Regions from separate parts of the Ovis aries genome. Here region 2 is linked to region 1. A link is a contact called in public Hi-C data. All regions are on one chromosome and are shown on one strand. Each heading gives the region's core, a stretch centred on a gene start, on an enhancer-like site or on the middle of the called end of the contact. The rest is flanking DNA. Distances are from core to core; before and after follow the strand shown.

Region 1 (6,570 bases), core at 2,021-4,520:
TGCGATTTTTCTGGCCGGAATAGCAGCCCTCCCTTCAGTTGGAGAGGCCTCCACCCCCCCACTTGGGCCTTCCCTGGAGGCTCAGGCGGTAAAGAATCTGCCTGCAATGCAGGAGATCCAGGTTTGATCCCCGGGTTAGGAATATCCTCTGGAGAAGGAAATGGCAACCCACTCCAGTATTCTCGCCTGGAGAATTCCATGGACAGAGGAGCCTGGCGGGCTACAGCCGATGGGGTCACAAAGAATTGGACGTGGTTGAGCGACTTAACACTTTCACTTTCTTTCACATCCCCCACTTATAATGTCCACTGCTGTGGCCACAAAGGGGACATGTGATCTACAAGGCCCACCAGAGGCCACTCCTGGGAGATTCTGAGTTAGACCTGAATGAAGAGAGTCCCCCTTCTTCCTTAGTGGTCAGGCAGGCAGCGTGGAGCTGAGACCAGCCAGAGGATGAAGCCATATGCCAGAGGACACATGACAAGAAGTGAAGACTGTCCTGAAGCCCTGAGACCCTGGTTCCCCTGTCTGTCCAAGTTCCATGCTGAGAATCATGAAACTCCTTTGTGCCTAAGCCACTTTAGTTGATTTCCTCACATTCATATCAAAGAGTCCTTATCCCCAAGCATGTCACACTGTACTCAATGAAGATTTAAAAATCTTTAACAAGATGCAAAATTTTAATTTACTATTTAATCATGTGAAATTAATAACAAGCATCATATTAACTTATCTGTCATGTTGGGGGATATGAGAGACATAGCTTTGTGGCCCCAAAATGTTAAATAATAGCAACTGTATATTCACACTACTATGTATAAAATGATAAACAGAACCTACTGCATAGCACAGAGAATGGTGCTCAATACTCTGTACTCTGTAATAACCTAAATGGGAAAAGAACTTGAGAAATAATAGATACAAAAATATGTGTTACTGAATCACTTCGCTGTACACCTGAAACTAACACAACATTGTTAATCAACTATAATATAAAAAATAAAGAAAAAAAAACTGTATATTCAGTTTTGAGCTCATAAGATGGAGCATTGCAAAAATAGATCTGATGTTTTTCATAGCAAATTAGAATACAAAAGGCAAAACTAAAACAAAATAGAAGTGTTTATGCATGAACCAAGCTCATGAAACCCCCTTCTCTGGACAAAATTCCCAAATAGGTTTCTCTGTTTCACTCAGTAGCTTTAAAGCAGTTGTTAATCACAGACCCATTAAGAAGCCAAAACACATTCGGTTATTTCTGAAGCACGTGATTTTGGAACTCTGTTTGAATCTTCCATAGTGGCGTGATGAGAGTTATGTCACAAAGTTAATCATTCCCAGTATGCTTGTATTCAGGGTAATGAAAAACTTGTGCAAGCAGCCATGAATCAGTGAGCGGCACATTGCATAATGGGTTTTGAAGCACGTGTCGGGGATCCAAGCCCACGTCTGCACAATGCAGGCCAGTTTGTGCCTCCTATTGACCTTTCCTGAAGCAGAACTGGAACCATGTGATGCATCCTTCCTGCCAACAGTCACTTATTGCCAATAATTAAGTTGGATGATATGGTGAAATAGACATTTTGGTTCCTTTGGAGTTCTAAAAAGAAGACTCTTTGAAGTCCCTGGTTTCTGGCACAGAGCTGTGGCTGGCTGGGATGTGTTACACTTGGTCATTACAAAAACTATCCATTAAAATGAAAATCAAATATTTTGCTCAAATAGTTCCTGGCATTTGTGTTGGAAACAATAGACATAGCCCCACTGTAAGATTATTTTATACATAAGAAAGGTAAAAGCTCAAAGATGCTAGGAGCCAAATCATACGTGTAATACATCAAATCTCAATCCATCATGTTTGATGTTCTTGAGCAATACTGTTAGCGAGAAACTATTACTTAATCTTGCCAGTATTATCCAAAGAGAACACTTGCGAAATAGGACAAACATGCTGTAATTACTACATGAATAAAGAGTCTGTGTAGCATAAACTGTTTCTGTAACATCAACACAGACTCTAGTGAAGCACACCAGTAATTAGCCATGTTAACAATGGCCAATATGTTTGAGGAGCTGTGAGAATTAACAGTGCCAGTAGAGGTGTAAGGACTCTGAAAAACTACCTGTTGTTTTCAACGACACTGTAACTAAAAAATTCTTCTGAAACTTAACCCAGGGACAATTATACATTCTAGGTACCAACTGGAATATAGCTGGTTTCCCAGCAGATATTAGAAATAATCAAATCAGTAAGTGTTATTTTCATTATACTTTTTCTTGTAGGAAAATAACTCTTGGATTCTGTCATTAACAAACTCTTACTGTATTTGAAATCTTGCCCAAGATCTAACAAGGTCAAATTAATAAGCTGCTTTGTCATTACAGTCTTCATGTTCAACAATGGAACATGAATTTAACCACATAGAAGAAAAGTTTATATTTCTCCAAAAACATAAAACACTTATAAATGCTAGAATTGCAATAATTAACTCTTGACTTTTATTATTTGAACTCTGCATTTATGGATTGACTTGCTTTAATCTTCAGCTATCAGTTTAGCCACTGATGGATGAATGAATACAAATTCTCAGCAGACCAAGCCAACTCATGATAAGGAGGGGGCAGCCTCAGCTGGAGCAGAAAATATCTGTTTCCTGAGTCCATCTTCAGAGCATACAATTAAAAGACAACACAGCAATAAACCCTATCCTTTACTGACTGCAAATAAACTTTACATTTTGGCTGCAAATATTTGGGGCTGAAATAATAACAACAGTAAATACTATATTGGTGATAATTATTAATATATTCTTAATATTGATAGTTAATGATTAATATATTATTTTTATTCAACAAACATCAGTTTATTCAATAGACATAAATTCTGATGTACCAGAGGTCAGACAGCTACTCTGAATACCTTATTTATCAATAATATCGCTTGATACACACAGTTGCATTAGAATCAGCTGGATGAGTGACATCAGTGGGAATGGTACAATGAGAATCTCCAAAAATCTCCTCCTCTATGGAAGCAATAATTGTTAAAATTAAAGTTTACAGAACTTTGGAATTCAACCAAAGGCTTGTAACAATCCAAAGAACATTTAATCATGAAAGATGACTGAATCTCAATGAGAACATTAAGCTCTGTGACTTTTTAAAGATTTATTTATTTAGTTTTGGCTGTGGTGGGTCTTCATTGATGCACACAGGCTTTCTCTAGTTGTGGTGCCTGTTGTATATAGAGCCTCCTTTCTAAATCCCTTGTGTATCTTGAAAGCCAACAACCTCAAAATCAGCACAGCTGTGGCCTGACTACCACGTCTATAGCCTTCCCACAGCCCTCCTCCTAGAAATTTGTATTATCTGACCTGTCTGGCAGCTCCTTGGAAAATCAATTAGTGGGAAAACCCCACTCATATCAAAAGGCTTGCTTTTATCTGACCTGACTCAGAGCTCCCTCATTGTGAACAGATTTTTCAGCAGAGTACTTGTGGAAAACAACCAGTGACAACTGTTTAGCATCCAAATAGTCTGAGGCAGTGATTACAGTTGACACAAACAAGAAACTGACCAAAACACTGAAAATGAGAAAAGGGTGAATGAGATGTCCACAAGGGGCTATGTAAAGCTCTGACATATTCCTAGTAATGTAGAATGCAATGGGCGCATGCAGGACTGTATACACCATCGGGAATGACTTGAGGAGGCCCTCTTACCTCTGGTTGACCTTGAGGCTCTGCACAAATAGGAAGTGAAGACTAAACCAAAGTTGCCAATTGCCTGACCAAGCATTCATGACATGCACCAACATGCTAGTATTGTTGCCTGGGAAATCCCTGGACAGAGGAGCCTGGTGGGGTACAGTCCATGGGGTCGCAAAAGAGTCTTAGCAACTAAGAGACTTAGCAACTAAACAAGAAGAGGATAATTCAAATCCATGCAAAAAATTAGGTGTACTGATAAAACAAATTGTTATACACATATTAAAAGCAGTAGAAATTGTTTTTCAGTTTGTAACTTTATCCTTCCCCCTGGAATTCAACTGCATAAGTTAATCTTTATAAAGCTATTCTTACAGATTTATAATGCATAAAGATTTAATTTACATGGTGATAGTAGTACAGAGGAAGAGAAGGGTACAAAGCTACATTAGAGCAGATGTTTTATGTACTATTGGAATTAAGTTGGTATTAATCCAAGATAGATTTGTAAGTTAAGGTTGTAATTTCCCAAAAAACTATTATGAATTAAAATGGTACACTAGTAATTATCTGTTGAACACAAAGAAAGCAGTAATTCAATAAGAGAGGAACAAAAAGATGTGACATGTAGTAAATAGCAAAATGGCAGATGTAAATATCACCTTATCAATAATTACATTAATTGTAAATGGTTAAACACTCCTTCAACAGGAAGAAGGAGCAGAATGAATTAAAATAACATAATCCAACTTTGCGCTGTCTACACGAGACATGCTTTAGATTCAAAGACATAAGTAGGTTGAAAGCAAAAGGACTGGAAAACTATACCATGTAAATTAGATAAAACAAACTTTAAGATAAAAACTCTGGGAGATAGTGAAGGACAGGGAAGCCTCACATGCTGCGTCCATGGGGTTGCAGAGTTGGACATGACTGAGCGACTGAACAAAAATAAAAACAGTTGGTATAGATAAAATAAAGGAGAACACTTCATAATAATAAAATTGTTAATCCACCAAGAAGACATAATACTTATAAATATATATGCATAACAGCAAAGTTGAAAATTAATGAAAAAATGAAAGAACTGAAGGGAGAAATACACAATTCAACAATAATAGTTGCAGACATCAATTCCTCCCTTTCTATAATGGACAGACCAACTAGACAGATGATCAAGTAGGAAATAAAAGGACAAAGCAAGACTACAAACTAATGAGATTTAATAAAACACTTCATCCACTAACGGCAGAATACACATTCTTCTCATATACACGTGAAATCTTTTCCAGGATAGATTACACTGCTGCTAAGTCACTTCATTCATGTCCGACTCTGTGCGACCCCAAGGATAGCAGTTCAGGATAAATTATATGTTAGGCCATAAAACAAGTCTTATTAAAATGCCAAGAACTGAAGTTATACAATGATGTGACTGAAGTGGGTTCACCAAACAATATGAAATTAAATTCAAAATCAATATTACAAGGAATCTGGGATATTCACAAGGCTGTTAAAATTTAAGAACACAATCCTAAAAACCCCAAAGGGTCAAAAGACAAATAACACAAGGCAAATTATAAAATACATTGAGATGAATGAAAACAAAATTGCATGTCAGTGTCCCAATACCGTCTTCAGATTCAGTAATTCACTAGAAGGAGTCACAGGATTCAGCAAATATTAACAGCTATGGCATACTACACAATCAAAAGGATACCAAGCAAAAGCAGCAAATGAAACAAGGCAGGGGCAAAGATCAGGGGAGACGGTCACATGCTTCTGAGGGTGTTCTCCAAGCGGAGTCACACAGGATAAGTTTAACTCCTCTAGTAATAAATTATAACAATATGTGAAGTGTGTCCAACATCTCATTAGAGACTCAGAGACCAGGGTTTTTGCTGGGGAGTAATCATGTAGGCATACCCCAACTGGCAAATATCCAAACTCTGTAATCAAAAAAGGAAATCAGATGTTTAGCATAAACCATATTGTCTGTACAAACAGTTTAGATATAATTTATCAGTTCTGCAAATGGTGGGAATTGTACATCATCTAAGCTCCCAACTGCAGACCAAGGATCAACCTTGAATCAGTACTTCCCAAGGATAGCAGTTCAGACCTGTTATACTAACTTTTCCACAAACATATCAAAATTTATGGGATAGAACCAAAGCATTCTTAGAGATACTTGCATAGTTGTAAATGCCTAAGTTAAGAAGATCTCAAATCAAATAACCTAACATTCTATCATAAGGAATTAGAAAAATATGAGCAAACTAGACCCAAACCAAGTAGAAGAAAGGATATAATAAATATTAGGGTCAAAATAAATGAAATAGAGAACAAGAAAACAATGAAGAAAAATCAACAAAATAAAAATTTGCCTCTTTAAATAGCAACAAAATTGACAAACCCAGACTGACATTAAAAAAAAAAGAGAAGACTAAGTATTAAAATCAGTAATGAAAAAGGGTCATGTAAAGGAATACTATAAACAACTGTGTGTGAACAAATTAGATAACCTAAGTGAAACAGAAAAAATCCAAAAAAGACACAAACTATTGAAATGACAACATATTTCCCAACAAATACTTGTACACCCATGCTCACAGCAGCATTATTTATAACAACCAAAAAGTGGAAACGACTATAAAAAAATCATCATCAGCTGATGAATGGATAAACAAAATGTGGTATATACATACAGTAGAATATTTGCAGTCATAAAAATAAGTATTGATACATGTTACACCATGAATACGTCTTGAAAACATTGAGTGGAAAAAAATCAGACATAAAGGACTATATATTGTATAATTCTATTTATATGAAGTATTTAAAGTAGACAAATTCAGAGACA
Region 2 (6,570 bases), core at 2,283-4,782, 250 kb after region 1:
GGGGGGCGTCCAGATGCAATATAGTTACCACAATAGCTAACGTTAGCAATTCACAGGGGAGGTAACACAGCCTCGAGTGCGACACAGCCCAGCACTCCACTGGGCGTGCTGAAGGGAACTAGAGCTTTTTTTCTTCCATGTGGAGTTATTGTTTTCTCCCCAGTTGTGAACTTGGACAGCCTTTTGTTTTCCCACTTAACACAGGAACCTGACTTTACACCCTGTCCTATTTTGATTCATGTTGTTATAGTCATTCCATCCATTCTAGGCTGTGAAATGCTTTTGGATGTCGACTACCATCCAGTATCTTAACCCTCCTCTGCCCTGTAACATTTGCAGATGATATAGGTGTCCCTCTGGGCCTCATTCAGTCACTAAAAAGTGCTGAAAAGACAAGTCCAAGGGCTGAGACTGGCAACACATTCCCTAGGCGTCAGGAGATTTCAGAGCAAACTGGTCACTGTGTCCAAGAGGACAAAGTGGATGGCCTGTGTGTGTGTCCCAGCATTCCCTTTAACTCAAAGGATCTCTCTTTAAAATGTAAAAGTGTAGGAAGTTTAAAATACTAAAAATCAGGCAGTCAAAAGGGCAGGGGCCCTCTAAACTGGGATGTTATAATTGGGAGATATGCGTAACAGAGTGAGGGCTAAGTCATCCTTCACATGTATTATGAAGCCTCAAGACCCCCTCCCTATGCCCCCGGCATACACACATACTTCTAGGATGAAAAAGAAGGCAGCGTGGGAACAGTTCTGGAGAGGCTTTGGTGAGGAGAACAGCTCTGGAGGAAGCTGTTAACCAACATCCACTCACCCCTTCCAGCCTACCCAGAAGCCAGTCCCACCTTGCAACAGAAGACACACTTGTCTGTATTTAAGGACACTTACTTCTATGGGACGACTGAGGATCCTGGACCAATCATCAGTCATGATCTTGTCATTGGTTTACTTAGAATGATGCTTTCTTCTGGACGTCTATATTATAGTTTCCAAACTGGAGCTATTATTTATAGTCATCATTAACAAACTGTAAAAAGCCAAGTCATTACATATATTCAGGTTGAATATGATGAAATGTGATCATTGATGTGTTCTTTGAAATTTTGGAAACTAAGTAAAAACAGTATTTCACTAGGTTAATTTCCTAGACTGTTATACTCTGGAACTGTTAAGATTTACAATAACATAAAAATGACTTCATCCTTAGTCTTTAATCCACTCTTTTAATAGAACCTCTAAATAACAAAGTGGGTCAATGACTCAACTATTCACTTCCATGTGTCATCCTTAAAAGAGATGACTAAAGACATGCTGATGCTAAACAACTTGGGTTTTTCTACTTAAAAACAAAAAGGATATAGAAAACGAAACCTTAAAGAAAAATATATAACAGGGAGTAATTTAGTAAATTACTAGGCTCAAATGCAAGAAAATGCATTCCCCACCCTCTTTTCTCTACTCTCCTCCTATGGAAGGTTTTCAAACTTACCATACCCTGGACCAAACTAGAAAAAGAAAATTATGTGTTGAACTTATGTTTTAGTTTTCCCTCAGACAGTAAAGAATCCACCTGCAGTGTGGAAGACCTGGGTTCGATCCCTGGGTTGGGACGATCCCCTGAAGGGAACGGCTACCCACTTCAATGTTCTGGCCTGGAGAATTCCACTGACAGAGGAGCTTGTTAGGCTACAGTCCATGGGGTCACAAAGAGTGACTTTCATTTACTACAGGTGGGAGAAAACTCTTCCAAATAAGTAAAATGCAGAGTATCTTAATACAGTATCCACTTTGTTATTTAAATTGCTTTCTTTCCCATAAAACTAAGTGCAATGGAGCAAAAGTTCTGTGTTTGTCACCAATCCTTTATTGAAACTGGTAACTTACACACTTTATAATAGAACAACAAAAATAACGTTCAATATATACAGCCTTTGCGATGGACTATTTGACTATACACAAGGCAGAGTGATAACACAGTCTAATCTTCATAATAATTTGTGCACAAAAAGACACCCAACAGACAACATGTGAATGTTATACAGTGAAATGACATCACAGGTCCAGTGAAAATTCAGCCTAATACAAAACGTACTCATCTATTGCAAATGACATCTCTAAAGGCCCAGAGCTTGTTCAGTAGTAATTTTACCCAGAGTCTGAAGCAGAGATTTGGTGTGTGGCTATAAGTCTTTTAAGTGAGACCACCTCTGCAGACAAGTTTGCTATCCCCTGCTTCAGAAACAAATTCTCTGGGTCAGAGACTTTGTAACCACTGTCTTTCACTTCCACCACTCCAGTTTTGAAACTACTCTGAATTTTGCCATTAAGTTCTTTTTGATGCCAGTGTTCAGATTTGAGAGACCAATCTTGAATGTTAGTCACTTGGACTGAAAAGGGAGTGAGAGAAGAATGTACCAGGTTGGGGGTGGTATGCTTCTCGAGTTCGAAATGTCTCTTCGACGTCATGTCAACAGGAGAGGAAAGTTTTTGTGTGCCCTCAAACTCATGATCGAAGGCTTCCACTTTTATCTGCATGGCTTTGCCTTTAATCCGAAGCTTGTGTGGCAAGGCAGAGGAATTCACTTCTGGAACTTTAACCACTGTGGCGTGGACACGCTGAAGTTCGACGGGAGAGTGGATCGGGCCCTTGGGAACCTGCTGCTCATCTTCTCCATCGGATGACTTTCCTACTGCACCTTCATCAGTTTCCGATGTCCTCGGAGAGTTACTGGAGGACCGGTTGACCTGCAGCAGAGGGGGAGAGTGCGAGTATCCGGGAAAGGAATTCCCCATGTAGTTCTGATACACGGCCCCTCGGTAGGCACCCCGGTCATCTCTGGGTTCCCTGGCATAGCTCTCCAGTTCCATTGGCTCTTGCTTGATGACCTGGAACTTGCTTTCTGGGCTTCTGCAGCCACTCTGCACAGGGCCCTCCTGTGAATGTTCTAGCGAGGATACTTCTGAAACATCAGACAGAGAACTCTGAGGAGAGTGCTTGATGACAGAAATGCAACTGCTGGCCACCATCGAGGGCTCATGCTCATCCACAAAGGCGCTCACAGTGGATTTGGAAGTCTGGTAGTCTTGAAAGTACACAGCTGTAGAATTACTGAGTTTCTGAATCTCCTGGGCGTAGGCTGTTGAGCTAATTAAACCAAACTTTAATTTTAGGGAAAGCAGTTCAGCTTTTAAAGTGGCGTTTTCTTCTCCCAGTGCAATGAGTTTGTTCTCCAAAACCAGGTCATTCAGTCGACGTTTCTCCCGGGACCTCTTGGCAGCTTCGTTATTTTTCCGCCGCTTTTCCCAATACATGGCATCTTTCTTCTCGTCGGGAATGAATTCCCGTTTCCTCCGACATGCTGAGGACTTGTTTTTCCCCACACTTCCTTCACTGAGAAGGAGTTCTTCCCCTGTCGTCAAGTCTTCGGAGACTTCGGTCAAGGCAGAATTAAGCACCATCATCTTGTCCACACTGGTACCAGCATCAAGAGATGCCTGCTCCTTCTTGATGCTCTGCATTTTTCTCAGCTGCATCAGCTGCACCTTAACGTATATATGCAGTGCAGGAGAAGAAGTTATTTCCTCAGTATTCTCAAGTGCTTTAAAAACTGCAGTTTAAAATCCATCAATATTCTTCCTTTTGTTCTACCATCCAGAATAAATCTCTCCCGCTCCTCTTGCTGAATGAAGTAGGGGTCTTCTAGATGACCTGCAATACACGAAGAGAAATAGTTATCTATTTGGTAAATATTTATTACCAGCTGTGTACAAGAAACTACATGAAGCATTGAGGGGCAATAGTTCTGTCCTTCAAAGAGTTTACAAGTTTGAAAAGAAAGTAAGTACCCAAATACCTATACTGTAAAGGACAAGTCCCCACTGAGAACTGTCAGCAGGGGAATATGTGGTCCAGGGGAGTGAGAAAAAAGAACAGATCTGCCCTGGGGAGAAATAGAAGGCGGCTGTGTTTCAGGAGAAAAAACAGTGGGGTGGGGCATGTGGGGATAGGACATTACAGGAAGGAAATGACAGATCGCCTCTGGTTAGTACATTTTTAAATAGTACTTGCATCTTGTGGGGCTTCTGAATACCTTTAGATAGCATTTATATGACTGCCAAGCAAACCAGTTCACCTCATAAAAGGAACTTTTCCAAGAAAACCTTTTAATGTCAGTAGACAGATTCTGTAATTATATGGAAAACAGAAATGGAGCTAGATTTTTATTTCCACAGAAACAAAAATAAAAGTCACACAAACAACTGAGTTGTAGTTGTTTAATTCTTATGTGGTTTATGTCACGGTCATTCTGCCAAGTGACTCAGCACACCTGAAAAGGACTCTTCTCAATAAAGCTGTCTCTTTGACACATTTGTGCTAGGAGAAAATGCTTTACTCCCCCCTGGTTCCCTCAAATTCATTTATCAAACATTCACTTAAAGTTGTAGCATCTACAATGCCTTTTTTGATCCCGATAATTCTGTCATAATAGATTTCACTGATATAGTAGTTTCAGACTAAAACAAATGGTTGCTATTCAAAGGGATTTTTTTTTTAAGTACAGTGCCTTCTTGAAACTTAAAATTATTTTAAACTGAGAGCATTTAATTATGGAAAGAATTTCTTTCCATTTTACCAATTAGTTTCAAACAAGATATAAGAACTCGAAAACAGGACTATCAACTAGCTTCCTTTTCCACTGATGACAAATTTATAATCTGAATTTGGCCTGACAGGAGATAATAAATCCATATTAGGCTCCAATAACAATCTTTTCATGGTGGTTTCGGATCTGTGTTTCTGGACAGGGTTTCTCTGCCTCGTTTTCCAGTAGGTTATACTTTCATGAAGGAGATATGGTAAAAAACTGTTTATTCAGCACTATCTGTATATAGCACTCTCTCTGCCCCATTAGAAAGATTTAATGTTTTCATGTCCCTATTTCTTTCTTGTGCATAGTTTTATATTGACTAATGAAGTTTAATTTTATCAGTTGGAAAAGCCTGCCAGCTTCTTGTGTCTTTTCAAGAAGGAATAGAAGGAATGATGTAATCACTTCAGGATCATCAAGGATAAGGTTTAATGCCACATTTTCGTCCATCAAACTGAGCCAATGCAAACAGTGAGTTGCAATTCAGCAAAACTTAATGGTTATGAATACTGAGCTTCTGTTTGTCTTTGATAATATCTTTTAGTGGGAAATGAAGGCAACAAGTCTGCCACAGCAGGCAGTGATGGTGTGAGAAAGGGAGCTTCCTAGTTATCACTTTAGTAAACAACACTACTTCCTATATTTGCACTTAACATTTCTTGGTCTGACATGAAAACTCCTTTTCCGTCTACATACTGGATGGATTATTTTCTTCTGTCAATAATTTGTATTTCTTAAATCTGTTAAGTCCTCCCCACTAAAATCAAATGAATGCTGAAGCAAGAGTAAAAATTCCAACTCCAGGAAGGTAACTATATTGAAGTTTTCCAAGATGCATTTCAAATCTCCACTGTACCCCCAGGTACTACTATTTATTTCCTTGTACACTATGATTCTAAGTATTGTTTTCACTTGACAATCTTTCTCTTCCATGCATTTTTAAATTTATCCTTTCCTTGGAAAAAAATTAAATTCCTTCTACATTTCATCTAACCTATGAATTGTTACAGTTACGCTTTTGAAATGCCCCACCATTTTGTCTGTATTACTCTTTCTAAACTTTTTGTTCTTTCATCATTTCATATCCGTTTCATCATTTCAAACCTATGTTGAGTGAGTTGAGACTCTGATTTCAATCTCTTGTTCCAAAGAATCACGCTGAGTCTAGTGTGAGTGAGGGCAGGCAGGCAGCCCTTGCCACACCACATAGAGAAAATAATCCTACTTCTGTTTAACAAAAATATCTCACTTATTCTAAAATCTCTTAACCCACTTCTATGTGTCTAAGTACTGTATGTCCACTTTTTCATCTCTATAACTTTGTTTGGTATGTTCAAAACCTGCAGAAAAATCTCATTTCTTTTCAGTTAATCTTCTTCCAATTTCAATTTCACTAGGTATACTAGAATCTGGATTCTTCCCTCATCTGCACATAGTAACTGCCTCTATGATTCCACCAGCAAATCACCACATACTACATAAGGGTATTTTCTATAATATTTATCAAATAACTTTGCTGTGTTGAAAAGAATTTATTAGCAGTTCAAGATACTATAGAGAGAGGTGCTGATTTTGTACAATGTTTATCTTCCTACATGTTTGTTTTGTATGCCCAACTAGAATACCGATTAGTTCAGGGAGCAAATTAATATATTTGTATCCTAGCAACAAACTGAACCTCTTAGGTGCTCGTCATTTGACTGACACTTATTTGCCTTCTGTAAGAGAGCTTTGTAACAAAAACTTGCTGATACATTCTTTTAAATTTGATATTATTACATAAATTATAAAAAAGTTTGTTTTACTTATTAAGAGAGAACTTCTCTTATTCATTACTTGTCTTATGCAACAGATATGGAGCACCTACTGTATATCTGGCACTGAGCCAGACTTGGGGCAGATAAAGATGGAAAGAAGAATCA

Evidence for each region. A called contact is a pair of places that touch in the nucleus more often than the background predicts.
Region 2: a contact with region 1 is called in a Hi-C map of mixed tissues, with 5 times the contacts expected there. The contact joins the promoter of NFIL3 here to the enhancer-like site in region 1. A contact is called at or near these places in 4 of 16 Hi-C or Micro-C datasets (liver, mixed tissues, muscle and 1 more).

Annotation. Positions count from the first base shown.
Region 1 is chr2:26,205,766-26,212,335 of ARS-UI_Ramb_v3.0, forward strand. AUH (AU RNA binding methylglutaconyl-CoA hydratase) reads right to left here. Exons shown (of 10, transcript XM_042242981.2): 10 at 662-5,656. The coding sequence ends at 5,582. Among named protein-coding and RNA genes, the nearest start is that of AUH, 200 kb to the right of the region's middle. Within about 2 kb of position 3,271, at least 6 of the 54 cell types and tissues checked have an H3K27ac peak or open chromatin away from gene starts, as enhancers often do.
Region 2 is chr2:26,457,492-26,464,061 of ARS-UI_Ramb_v3.0, forward strand. NFIL3 (nuclear factor, interleukin 3 regulated) reads right to left here and starts at 3,533. Exons shown (of 1, transcript NM_001142892.1): 1 at 2,145-3,533. The coding sequence starts at 3,533. The coding sequence ends at 2,145.